Linked DNA regions of Bombyx mori: region 2 is linked to region 1. Evidence: chromatin contacts called from public Hi-C data. All regions are on one chromosome and are shown on one strand. Each heading gives the region's core, a stretch centred on a gene start, on an enhancer-like site or on the middle of the called end of the contact. The rest is flanking DNA. Distances are from core to core; before and after follow the strand shown. Region 1 holds the start of LOC101738717 (heterogeneous nuclear ribonucleoprotein M). Region 2 holds the start of Mpk (phosphomevalonate kinase).

Region 1 (7,131 bases), core at 1,405-3,904:
GTGCATAACAAGGATGGCAGGTTCTATATTCATAATGTTGTCTTTTTCAGGGTCATAAAAAAGCCAATCATAAAACAGGGCCAATTTAGCATTTGATGCAGCTACATTTGACGTACAAGTTGTAAGGAGCCAACCAATCACTGCCCATCTGGGAATTATATCAGAACAGAGAAGTTCATTAGTGGGATGAATTACTCCAACAATAAACCTTATCATATCACTTCTTAGTGATTGTGACTCTGGTGTGGCAAGATATTGTCTCTGGAACCATTCTTGATACTTTTTGTGGTGACCGAACCGAACTTGTGAAGTTAGAAAAACTAATTTCCTTTCCATGTCCGGAGTTAATCTTGACTGAAGATACCTTCTAGATGTTCGTGTTTGTAACAATTGTAGCACATTGGTAAATGTAGGGCTTAATGATTTGGGATTGACCAAGATATCCTGCCAAAGCTGATTGAACTCTGGTATGCGAGCAACATTTTGAAGCAGTCTTACTAAGTCTCTTCCCAAAGATAAGACATCAGTAAAACGTTCCCTTATCAGAGTGATAACAAAGTTAACTTCTTTCTGTCTTAGGTTCATTAACTGGGGTATATTATGGTCTTCTACAAGCCTTAAGTATGTATACACAACCATGCATATAAGTACAGGGAACTTATCCAACCAACCTCTATGTTCAATAAACATGTCCAACAGAGATTCTACTAATATAATATTTTTGGGTGTTATATCGCCTCCGGATGCGTATCGCATTAAATTCCAACAAACATTATCTATTCCTGTAACTGCATTTCTAATCATCTCTTTTATTAGCCACATTAATTGGTTCCTTGTAGTGTCCGAAAACTTTAAGTACCTTTCTAAAATTAAATTGGATAGATTATTAAGCACACACGTTAGTCCATCTCTGGTTATAAGTGTAAGATCTCTGTAACATTTTGTAGCATTCTGCGGTTCTGTAAGTATAGACATGAGCATGCCAACTGAAACTTCCTCATGATTTTTACAGACTGCGTTATTAAGGGCGTCATGTGCTTCTTTTTCGGTGCAGTCCGCTACAAGAGATTGAAAATAGTTGTAAGCCCTTTCGTACCTCTGAAAAGGAAAAAAAGTATTATGATAACAAGTGGAACTAATTTCGTGTTAACTTGAAATTTCGCGCTAATTGCACATCAGCGCCACCAGTGTCAATAATGAAAGTTATGGCTTTACATGGCCGACTTAACGTTTCTTTGTTGAAAATACGAAATTTTAAAAAGTACCTCTTCCACTTCATCCTTATTTTCTATTGCGGTGCTCACAAATAGTTTGGGTGAATTAGATTTGGCCTGCTCCATAATATGTGAATTTAAAAACTAATTATTTTGTCAAAAACGTAGCACAGATTGTCTCCTGCATGGCTATCGTAGGCGAAAAATGTTTATGAAGCAATACAATCAAACATATCAATGTGTGCGTATACAAGTGACAGCCATCGAAGTAAGAGAATTAACCGAGAGAGTGCGCTAGTTTACTACTTGCCTAAATAGAGAGGTGGTACTTTTGGATTACTAAGCTCTATGGGTAAAACTGGAACGTGACCATTAACAAAAATATATAACTAGAGATAGAATCGACATGAATCACTGAAATAATATTTATCGGAACCAAACAAACTCATAAAAGTTCTACCGATATTTATGCTGTAGCCTAATAACATAGAATACTTGAAGACTTTAAAATTAAATAACTATTTATTGGTGTAAAAACTGAAATATGTCCACTTCACGGCATATTTAGGCACGATGATGATAGGTATGATGATAAAATAATTTGATGATATTTAAACTCGTGCGGGCTTTTATTATGCCCTACCACCAGTAATCAAATTGCATGTTCATTTTTTAAGCGGTCAGAAACATTATACCATAGTCCACAGGACGTTCACAGCTTGCAAATGACGTTGAGGATTGTTCTGGTGAAAATATTGCTACTACGGTTAGGGTCGATATTATTTTAATGATGAATGAATAGTCGGATAATCTATTATGTACTATTCAAATTTTAAAAACCGTAGCTGTGGTTTTGATTACTTAGTAACGCTTGTGGTTTGCAGCATTTTACTTTTACTATCAATAAAATCTAAAGATCGTTAAAACTTCTGTGCGCAATATGGCTAAAATACTGTAGAATTCGATTGCCTTTATTGAGTTTACATTAAACTGTGACAAGTCTCTGAAAAAATTGTAAGTTTTAGTTTCGTATTATTGTTAATTTCGCATTTAGTTTCGTATTAATGTAAACTACATGCATTAACAATCATTTTTCATTCGGATGCAATATTAATTGGCATGCGTTTGTGCAAATAGTTCCACAAACTAAAAAGTTTTCCTTGCATACTATTTTCCTATCGCCTGTTATGTGTAATGCTAGTGACATCTGTATCGTGCCGAGCCAAAATTAAGAAGAAGAAGAAGACATCTGTATCAAGCTTGGCAGAACATCTTTGCTACCTACGTATTTGATAGTACGGTACTTAATAAGGATATTAATTCTCGAATCTCTTCAGTTCGTTTTGTAACGGTGAAGAAAATATCATTTTAATCGTTTAGTTAACGCTTCTAACCGAACACGATTCTGCAATAAATCGATAAATCGTAATGTTTTAGACACATGGTATTTTCTGTTTAAGAGCTAAACTAAATTATGTACTAGAGAGTGATTTTTTTGAGGAACTGCAACGTGTTTTATTCTTTATGAAATAGAAATGAAATGTGGTGAAACCACAGGGCATGTCGTTTGGCTGTAAAAGAGGGTTGTTTCCCCAAATTTGAATAAAAGTGCGGGTTTATTTGAATAAAAGTGCGGGTTTTACTCTTGTTTTTTTAAGAAGAAGATAGATAATTTGGTACGAAAGCCTTTCTAGCTTCGCTTGTGCGGTTGGGAGAGCACGGGCTCAGAAAGGAAGGAAGATAGGTACTTCAATTTAAAGAAAACCTATTGGTGTATATCGATTTAAATAATCGTTGTATTGTCAACCTTAATGCTTGCTATCCCTACTCAATTTCAAGGTGCATCGTGTTTTGACTAGGTACCTACATAAATTCCAAAATTTCTTTGGTTTGTAATTTTGTAGCTACAAATCTTACAACAGCTAAATACAACTACCACTGTAAATAGTACTTTGCACTCTGAACAAGTATAAATTCCGCGTGAGTTCCTACATAAATTATCATGTGATTGCTGTTTACGGCAATACCTAACTTAAATTATATCAGCTTAAAATTCGTGAAATTTTTAGCCGGTGGCACCAACGTTGTGCTAATCTTTACGGTGTACAATTTTTGTACTTTTCTAAGAGTTATTGATTAATTTCGTAGTTTTAGTGACATGGATCTTCAGAAAGAAAAAGAACGCGACCGCTCGAGACGCGGTGATAGGCCATCGAGGTTCTCAGACGCCAACAGAGACCGGTCGTCAGACCGAGATCGCACCGAGAGCAGGCGCTTATTTGTATCAAACATACCATACGAATTTCGTTGGACGGAACTGAAAGATTTGTTCAAAGAGAAAGTATGTAATGGTTAAAAATATCTAATTGACCAATGCTTGATTTGTGTCTATTTGTGTAACCGTGTGTGTGATATAAGAAGCTTAAGGTCGGATTTACTTATTGTTAAATTGTATACATGTTGATGTTTGTTTATAATTTCACTAGAGTATTATCTTTTAGATTGTAATATAAAGACAACTCAACCAAAAATGATAACTTAAAGAAAAATATAACATTACAACCAATCATAATTAGAAATGTTTGACTTGAAAAGTTCAATCATGGAAATCTGACCTTATGCTTAATATTGTGTTAAGCAGGATGTGGATATTGGCTTTGTAGATTTATTAAGGAATTATATACTAAATTTGTTTCTTATAAAAAACTACTTTTACGGTTTTAAATTCTTTGATGACAGCAAGAAATATAGAAATAAATAATAATCAGGCACCATCTTGCCTTGTCACAAATCAATTGCATGCTTTTAAGGGCAGGACAGCTATTGTACAATACAACTGAGACTTCAATATCATGTCTTGAAGTGAAAAGCAGCATTTGCATCTAGATGTATGCAGCCTATCCTAACTGCTTAACATTATGTATGACAATTATACAATTGTTGCAAATTAACATTTGATTTGATTTGATAAATTTAATGGAAATTCTCATAGTTATTTTACTAAAAGTTTTATTGAGATTGGTCTATTAATTTTAGTATGATGCTAGTAGTTACAAAAGTATGAAAAATAGGAGTGACAAAAATGTATATAGATGGTGATTTAAAGTTTGCTCAGTCTGAATATTTTATTCTAATACTTTGTCAAATGTTAATGTACTTCTCTTCTGTAGTTTTATAACAGTAGATTAAAAAAATATATATATGTAAGTTTAAAGTACCAAATGATTTTAAACAAATTTAATAATTACCAACCTAAGAAAAAACAGCAATTAATTCCATAAGAAGATTTAAATAACCAAGTTTGATGATAATTATTAAAATATTTCTGTAGGTTGGAGATGTGGCTTATGTAGAATTGTTGACCGATGACAGTGGAAAAGCAAGAGGATGTGGTATTGTTGAATTTACAAACACAGAGGCAATGAAGAAGGCACTATTTGTGATGCATCGGTATGAGTTGAATGGACGAAAACTTGTTCTAAAAGAAGAAACTGGTAATTATTTGTATTTTTTTTTATTATATAATTGATACCTCTGTGTATATCATTTAAGCTACATATTTAAGTTGGCAATAATGTGCTTCTGTTTAATTGCATTGCTGTTATGATTGCTCCATATAAACCAGTTTTATAAAAGAAAAACAATTATTTGACTAAATTATGAAAACATGACTTTTCATTTTCCTTATTAATAATTATATTCAAATTTGTAGCTGAGATGTTGAGCAAATTAGTCTGTAATTTTAATAGTTTGTTTAGCATTGTTGATATTGATCTGTCGTCTATTCCAGCAAATCAGAATAATTGATACATACTTTGCATTTTTAGGAAATGAAAGAAGAATGCACACTTCTAGACCACAACATAGAGAAGGGAGAAATAATAGAGATGACAAAGACAAGTAAGTGCTATATTTAGTGTAATTAGTAAATTCAAAATCTATTAATCTTCAGTGATTAAATTAAGTAAAAGAAATTAAAAAAGTATTATAAAACAGTAACATATCAGTTTTTAAAAGTAGAAATACTGTCTAAAGTGGTATTTGTTTCTAGTTGGGGAATTAATAAGCCAAGAGAACCAGAGAATTTAAACACATATGGATTAAGTTTACAATTTTTGGAATCTATCAATGTTCAACCTCCTTTAGTGAAGAAAGTGTTTGTGGCAAATGTAAGTTTTTTATCAACCTTTGCTTTCAATCAAGTAGCTTAAGTACGTCCTTCACTCATGCAATTAACATTGCTTCTGTTTGCTAACATATTAGCAATTGTGATTATGTACTTATACACATAATGTACACAATGTTGAAAACATAAACATTCTGAGCTTTGAACCTTCAACCTACTGTGTGAATGCCTGGAACAGTTGGGTCAGTTTTAATGTACCCTTCTTGTCTTTATTACTTGCGGAACATGTTTGTAAACAAATTGCTAAATGTTATATTTGTTTTTTTATTGTTGTTGTTATTTGTAATATTTCAGCTGGATTACAAAGCTGACCAAGCCAAAATTAAGGAGGTATTTAAAATGGCTGGTAAAGTACGTAACATTGATTTGGCTGTTGATAAAGACGGTAATAGTAGAGGATTTGCTGTCATTGAGTATGACCACCCAGTTGAAGCAGTACAGGTAATAATTAAATAAAAATAATAAAACAAATTAATGTATAGATAAATTTAAAGATAAATTAAAATTTCACTTTGTTTTAGGCTATTTCAATGTTTGATAAACAAATGTTGTATGAACGAAGAATGACAGTACGTATGGACAGAGGAGTAACAGACAAGGGAGAACTTAGGTTACCTGAAGGCTTAAAAGGAATCGGCATGGGACTAGGACCGAATGGCGAGCCTTTACGTGACGTAGCTAGAAATTTACCACAGGCTAACAACACAACTAACATGAACTTGGCCAATACAGCACCTACTATAGGTGCTGGAGTTTTGGGTGCAGTTCCAACAGCGGCTGGTGTTGCATTGAATGGTTTAGGATCTGGATTGTCTGCGAATGCTTTGAATGCCAACAGTGCTCTTGGTGGAGGCTTAGGCCTACAGGTGAGAATAAAATATAATTTATAATGTACAGAAATAAAATAGAATTAAATTTTTTTAGAGTCTTGATAGACAGCGCATCTATATGTACTTTGTATTCTTCTATATTTTTTGCATTAATTAGGAACTAAACTCATAGCCCACTTGGCGTTAAGTTACTGGAACCTAGACATCATAAAGCTGCCATCTGTTTTGATATATGAGGTTAAAATTTCATTTGTATTTTATAATAACTTTTTCACTCTTCAAACTAAAGATTTTCGTGATTGCTTCGTGTCAGAAATAGATAAGACGGTGATATTTACACGTTTGGAATAACAACAGGCTTTACCACTGCCTTAAAATTCAAGTTTTCTTTGTATAAAAAAAATCAAGTTTTGAAAATGTATGTGATTTCAGGCATTGGGATTGACTGGCTTAGGCGCACTCCAAAACCAGTTACTCCAACAAGGTTTGACAGCTAACGATTTAGCAACAGTTCTAACAGCACAGGCAAATGTGAACCAAGCAGCTAGTTTGGGGATCGGAAACAATGAAATGAATTCTAATGTTCTTACTTCTGGAGTTATGGGTGGCAATCAGATGAATTCTGGACCTCTTTCGAACATTTCAGGTTTGTCTTGATCAGCATCATTACAGGTTCTTACTCATCTTTGTTTAAAAAATGTTTATGTGGTATTAATGTGCACACTGTATTTAATATTAATGGTACTAAAAAAGTTTTAGTAAAAAAAAAAGATAAATTATTTAAGTTTTGTTATTTATAAAGGTACAAGCAGACCGTTGGGTGTTTCAGTACCGAACCAGGGATATGGCCGCGACACTGGAGTCCAACAATCCACTAGGGACAAACCATCAGACATGGTCA
Region 2 (7,131 bases), core at 1,863-4,362, 840 kb after region 1:
TGAAAACCTCGTGCCTCAGCACAACAGTTGACTCTCAACATGCACACATATACAGGGGGCCTACTATAAAGCCAGGAGGGTCCTGGTGTGAGGCGAGGGGGCGACACTGTGACGATGCAGTTTGCACCGCGGCCTCCTCAAACCTTCACCAACTTGCGCCCGTGTTCTTGGGAATCGTTTTAAATTCAAGAACCGCAGAATATTTTGCGTACGAAATTACATCTTATCACCCTGGAACACGATTCTATGTTGACTCACCCAGTTTTTATAAGTCGTTCTGGAAATAAAGGTCTGTGTTAACGCGACGTCTGATTTAAAACTCTACAGGTATGTGTGTTAAGTTGAAACTCCTTTAACCAACACTAAAACAGCGAGCGTACTTGGTGTGAGTGCGGAGGTGAGAAATACATTAGCGGTACCGTTTTCCATTGGTCGTTGCTCCTGTGTTGATATTAAGCAGTCCACGTGGACTGGCTTCGTGGTAGCTTGTCTCGTTTCTTCAAATGGGTTTTCGCATTCTGTCCCGTTCTGATCTACAACGAAACGTGGAATGTCATGTCCGGAGTCGTTCAGAAAGTCGTGAGCGTGCATCGTGCTTCCAATTCCTTTTGCATTCCAAAAGAGCGCAAGTTATTTCATCGGTTATTCATTTAAGAATTTTAATGCATTGAAATAAAGTTTATACGGAAAAATATGCTCAGGTGGTAAAAAGTACACATGGATATATAATATTGATAAGCATTTTTAAGTCAATTAAGGTTGTAAGCTAAAAGCAGTTGTTGCTACATTTAAATTATCGACCAGCATTCAAATAACGCCATTTTTTCGTGTCGGCACGAATTTATTTAATAGTCATATATAATAATATATGTTATACCTAGTCGCTATAATAACTCGTGGTGGGCGATGCGTTGTACTATCTACCTATATTACCGAAACTAGGTTAAGTAAATCTGATATCTACTCGTACATTTAAAGATCACGATTTCCGATCAAATATCTAATACCGTTTTCTCATGATTACATTTTTATTGAAAATTGTACAAATAATGTTTGTTATGGAATCAAAGTCAGGAATATAATGATAAGTAGAGTGAGTAGATATGTAATATAAATTTACGATAATATGCTTATCGAGTAATATTTTAAAGACTAACTTGACCATCTACCAAACTACAATATTTCGAAGCAAAAGTGTCTAAATTGTGTTACCATAGAGACGTATAAAGTAGAAAATACCCTTTTTTACTAATTAATACCAAATTCATAATAACAAATAATTTCCTTCCTACTGTACCTACTTCAAAGTTTTATGTTTTTAACAAGTGTATAATCTATGTTTTTAACTATTAGATCCAAAGCTTAAATAAAATGTAAGGTTTACTAAAATGCCTGGCTACTAGAGACCTCTACCGACATATATCTTGAAACAATTTGTTCATCAGAGTAATAGTCAGGAATGGGATTTCATTGTCAAATAGTTACAAAATATAATGATAGATGGCGTAAGAATAAAGAAATAATAATGAAATGAAATTTTAAAATGAATAATCTCTAGCTATATAGTGAAGCTGCTATTGAAAATGGTAATTGCAAAGTAAATTCTAACAAAGATAAACATTTTGAAGTCGTCGTGGCCTAAAAGATAAGACGTCCGGTGCATTCGTGTTGAAGCGATGCACCGGTGTTCGAATCCCGCAGGCGGATACCAATTTTTCTAATGAAATACGTACTCAACAAATGTTCACGATTGACTTCCACGGTGAAGGAATAACATCGTGTAATAAAAGTGAAACCCGCAAAATTATAATTTGCGTAATTACTGGTGGTAGGACCTGCTGTGAGTCCGCGCGGGTAGGTACCACCACCCTGCCTATTTCTGCCGTGAAGCAGTAATGCGTTTCGGTTTGAAGGGTGGGGCAGCCGTTGTAACTATACTGAGACCTTACAACTTATATCTCAAGGCGCATTTACGATGTCGATGTCTATGGGCTCCAGTAACCACTTAACACCAGGTGGGCTGTGAGCTCGTCCAGCCAGCTAAGCAATAAAAAAAAATAAAAAAAAAACATTTCAGTTTTGTTAAACTAAAACTTTATTTACCTACTTATTTTGTTGAAAACTAATGCGAATGAGTCTGCATGCAAAGGGGATCGGTTTACATGTTGTTAGTAGCATAATAAACTTAATATTAATAATAGTTCTAATAATGACAAATAGTGGTTTATTTAATTTTGAGCCCATTCATACATGGAAATAAGAAGTAATCAGTCAATTTTTATTTATTTAATTCAGTATTTTCTTGTGTCTAATTGTAATTGCAAAAAACTCAACTTAAATGGGTGCAATTGTAGAGTATTGCCTGATTTGTTGTTGTTGTTTAAGGATATAAAGCTTCCAGGTGAGGCATAAGGCTTCAAGAAGAAGCCATACCGATCGGTCTTCGGCTATGCGCTTTACTTCGGTTCCGGCTAACCAGATTGTCTTCATCTCCGCTGCCAGGTTCGCCTCAGGTGGCTTGGTACTGGGGTGCCAGTCCAGAGCTTGCCTTGAGACGTATCTGAGTTTTTTATTTTTATTTATTATTTATTTATTTATTAGCCGGATACAAAGTCCATTGGCCCAAATGAATATCTGAGTTTTCTCCTAAAAGTGTTGCCTTATTTAATCGAATTGTTTCTAGCATAGATTATACACTTAAGTTTCTAGGAAGACAGACCAGTCCTTAAAAAAAGCTGCAGTTCAGTTCTTATCGAGTTTACCTCGGGAGTTTTTATGAGTATTCCCAATTTCGTGAGTTGATCTTTAGTTACCAAGACCTAAATAAAAGTCGTTTCAGTGAAATGGCTCCTTGAATGCGAACTAAAGTTGTGGAACATCTTACTGACATTTTAAATAAAACAAAGACGCTAAAAATTTTGTAGTAATCCACTTGAACAATTCACCACCGTACTTAATACATGTAAACGAACCTGTCAAAAACTGTTTATGGAAAAGATTGTTGCTAGGATTGTAAATTTGACATTGACAACGACAGCCGCGTTCCCGATTTTACAGATTACAGGTGTCGTTTTACTTCTATGTCAAATAGGTAGGTAGCAAAATAAATCAAAACACAAATAAACAAATCAAATAAAGGGTAATTATCAATAAGTATATTTCGTTTTTCTATCGATGTTTTTGTTGGTACATTGATGTATAATATAATTATTCTATTATTTAGGTTGATTCTGTGTGAAATCAACAAATCTATTACTGTGAATCTAAAAAACAAACAAGTTCCATTTCGGACAACATTTACATTATAAAAATACTTTTCATTTAAGCCTGTTCCTGTTGATTTTCGGGAAGATGTCTCCAAAAATTATCTTGTTATTCAGTGGTAAAAGGAAGTCTGGAAAAGACTTTTTGACTGATCATTTAAGACACATGTAAGTTTACCTACATACTTTTATTAAAATTTCCTGTTCCCCTGATTAATTTTTAAAATTTGTAATACATGTCTTTTTTCATAATCCAAATCTTAATGTAAAGTCACAAACTTCAAAATTGAACAATGTATAAACAGGATGTGTGATTCCAATCTCCAATGAATTATTTATTTGCTTATAACTGCTGCTTCTTAAAATATTTACAAGCTTCATGTAAAATACAGAATATTCTAAAAATTTACACACAGTTTGTGTTTATTAATGTTTGTTGTTTATCAATGTTTGAAATATAATTTAAATTTTGGTACCAAGATGCTTTTTACACTCTGCACAGATGCTATTCCTGCCATAGAGCAGTAATACATTTAGGTGGGCAGACGAGACCATCATGAGACAATCGATTGAGATTTAGACTTCATGTCTTAAAGTTGGTGACTGTTAACTCTGTGGTATATATGAGTAGTTTCTAACACCATTAGGTTGCAGACTTTATGCACATATTTAGCCTATTTGAAAAACCTTATCCACCTGATGATGAACAGTTTCAATTACAAAGCCTCCCACTTACTCTTTTCAGATTATAAAGTTCATTAAAGATCTACAGTTTATATGATTAAATTAACATGTTGAATGCTACACCAGCCTTGTTTAGGCTAATGGGCCATTGCGGATACCCTGTCATTACCAAAAAGTCAGATCCAGGGAGTCGTGATGGACACTGTGTGCCTGTCAAAAAAATAATGTGTAGTCACTGTTTCCATAAATTACCCATTTTTTTGTGTTATTTTTTGACACTGTTTGCAAAAAAATACAACAATTTTTGTAGGATTCTTAATATATTGGTTCGGCTCTAAGGAAAAGTATGCTGTGGACATGGAGTTCAACTTGTTAAAATCATAGTAGAATATATATTTTCACATTTTGTACCTTAAGTTGTTGCTGGGAAGAGATTGCTTTTAGCGAAAAAACCATCTATTATTGTGATTGCACATCTAATCTGTTGTTATTTATTTCATTCTTTCAAGGTGTGCAAAAAAACTTCTTTTTTCTTATATCTGTAATTAAGCACCATGAAATTTAACAAAGTAAATTTTAATTATGACCTGCTTATTTGTTCCTTAGTTTAGCAGATAAGTGTGAAATAATTAAAATATCTCAACCTATCAAGACTCATTGGGCTAAAGAGAAAAATTTGAATTTGAACGAATTGCTCAGTGAGGGTGAATATAAGGAACAATACAGACTGGAGATGATAAAATGGAGTGAGGAAATGCGAAACAAAGATTATGGATGCTTTTGTAAAGCAGCTTGTGAAAATGGTAAGCTTAAATATATTATGATAACTTTCACATAAACATAAAAACAGTTTGAACTTAGTTGAAAGCAAATATTTAAAACTGTTTACTTCAACCACAAGAGAAGTGGACTTTATATTATCAAACGGATAAGATTAATTAATAAATAATACAGCACAACCAAAGCATCCTAATTTACTCATATAACTTACAAACTTATTCTTAACAATACTTATCTTACAAATACAGTTTCTCGCTCGCTTGTACGAAATCTAACTAGTCACCAAAGTTAAAAAATAATAATGTTCTATTACCTAGTGAATCTTGGTCATGCTCTACCATTACTACTAATGCTAATTGTGTGAAAAACACTGAGTTGTTGAAACTCTAGGATTTAAAATACAAACAAACCCTTCTGTTAAAATTCAATGCTCTGTAAAGTTTGAAGTGAACCCTTTCTGAGAGAGGCAGAAACAAACTTAAGGATTTCTTTTTTAATTCAATAGTATGTATATCTATTCAAATTACAAAACTATTCTATTTCAGCTGCCATTAAACCGGTGTGGATTGTAAGTGACATTAGACGTAAGACAGATATACGCTGGTTCAAGGAGACATATGGGGACATCATCCGAACAGTGAGAATAACTGCAGACGATCGAACTAGAAAGGAAAGAGGCTTTCAATTCCAGGTTGGAGTTGATGATGCCACTTCAGAATGTGATTTGGATGATTACAATGATTGGGATGTGGTGGTTAACAATGGAGAAGGAAGGGATTCTTTAGAAGAGCAGTTGGATAGCATATTAAAATTAGTGTCTAATTTATGATTTAAATGCATAATAAATGGTTGTGTTTGCTAAATTATTTGCAAAACAATAAAATTAGCCGGAATAAGTTAATTTTATTGTTACTTTTGTGGTGGCATGAGATTTATGTTTTTTAAATAAAAGTATATTGATGAAATAAGCGCCATCTGTTGTCGAATTTTAAAACATAGTCGCTTCCGTTTTTTATTTTACAATTTCAAAACTAGCTTTACAATATAGTGCATGGTTATAGACATTGTTTAAAGAGTAAATTTATATTTTGGCATAGTTTTGTTTCATTTATATTAATAAAGAGTTTAGCATATCCGTAGAGTAATTTACGTTTTCAAAAATGGTTACATAAAAAGCTAACAGATGGTCCCACGATGTGCATCATTTGATTTTCTTTGTAAAATAACATAAATGGTAAATAAATACATAATTGATCTGAGATGTATTTGTTGTCTCGTTTGCCTGTACTATGTTTCTGGCAATTATCATATAGGAGTAAATTCGAGGTCGTTCAGTGTAAAATGTTGTCATAATGTATTCTATATTTCATCCGTTCTGATTAGAAGTGTGGGACAACTGTTATCCAATATAGTTGAGACTTCGTCCTTTTGTCTCAAGTTATGACAGCATTCACTTAGTGAAATGTATGGTTTTTGGTGTACAATCCATCCTAGGGGGATCAGCAGAACCATCCCAAAAATAACGGTTTTTTATCGATAATCCAAAAGTTAAATTGTGTATTGTGTTCTTAGTGCGAGTTTTTTAACATTATTGATAGCGTAAAAGTTAACTCAAAGTATGGAGTTGGAACGCTCCCCTACCGTTGCCGCTAGGGGCGCTGTTCCAAACTTGAGTTAATTTTTACGCTATCTCAGAACGTTAAAAAACTCGCACTAAACACACTGGTTCTAAAATACTCGACGTGATATATATCGGCGTAAATATGACCAAACTACTGATGTTTTTCTTTCGTCTGTGCCAATAATCGGATTCACAAACAAAAAATATACCCACATATGAAAATTTCATACAACAATCCACGAACATGACATCAGGACGAGAAAATACATATATTAATAGAAAGAGTCGAATTACTTTCAGAAAAAAAAAGGAATTACAGTAATAGAAGTGATGTTGCCAGCATTCTGGATTCTATCATCTCTGTATTTTTTGTCTACCAATTGCTGAAGGGGTAATAACAGGAGGAGTGACAATTAAAGAAAAACATTTAAAGGATTTTGCAAAAACTGTATTCAGAGAGTCATTTAAGATATTAAATATACACCTTTCTTTAATAAAAAAAACCCTAAATAACAAGACGTCTTTAATGTTATTTCTAACTTTTTCTGACATGAAGTCAGTGTTCAATTATTCACATTTCAATATTTAATGTAAATGACATCTTAGCATTTATCTAAATATTGGAAAGCTTCTTTCTGCAAGAGCTGTCGATTCAGATAGTAAATACATAATTTTGGATGCTCCTGACCGTTTATTCCGGTTTTATTTGTTTATTGACTTTGCCCCATTAATTTCAAAGGCGCCGGTTTGGACCAAAACAATATTTTTAAAATACTCAACCAT

Evidence for each region. Hi-C and Micro-C count contacts between places; a contact is called where the count stands out from the background.
Region 2: a Hi-C map of posterior silk gland shows a contact between it and region 1, with 1.7 times the contacts expected there. The contact joins the promoter of Mpk here to the promoter of LOC101738717 in region 1. A contact is called at or near these places in 2 of 7 Hi-C or Micro-C datasets (middle silk gland and posterior silk gland).

Annotation. Positions count from the first base shown.
Region 1 is chr21:8,652,547-8,659,677 of ASM3026992v2, forward strand. LOC101738717 (heterogeneous nuclear ribonucleoprotein M) reads left to right here and starts at 2,655. Exons shown (of 14, transcript XR_009975948.1): 1 at 2,655-3,073; 2 at 3,363-3,555; 3 at 4,546-4,708; 4 at 5,042-5,114; 5 at 5,266-5,383; 6 at 5,695-5,841; 7 at 5,922-6,266; 8 at 6,663-6,876; 9 at 7,060-7,131. It overlaps LOC101738583 (integrator complex subunit 3 homolog), which reads right to left and starts at 1,497. Exons shown (of 5, transcript XM_021350291.3): 1 at 1,266-1,497; 2 at 1-1,098. The coding sequence starts at 1,340.
Region 2 is chr21:9,488,134-9,495,264 of ASM3026992v2, forward strand. Mpk (phosphomevalonate kinase) reads left to right here and starts at 3,113. Exons shown (of 4, transcript NM_001046680.1): 1 at 3,113-3,139; 2 at 3,327-3,431; 3 at 4,554-4,750; 4 at 5,273-5,818. The coding sequence starts at 3,352. The coding sequence ends at 5,556. LOC134200870 (a long non-coding RNA gene) reads right to left here and starts at 2,850. Exons shown (of 2, transcript XR_009975963.1): 1 at 2,720-2,850; 2 at 2,072-2,646. It overlaps LOC119630124 (a long non-coding RNA gene), which reads right to left. Exons shown (of 3, transcript XR_005245926.2): 3 at 3,437-4,486.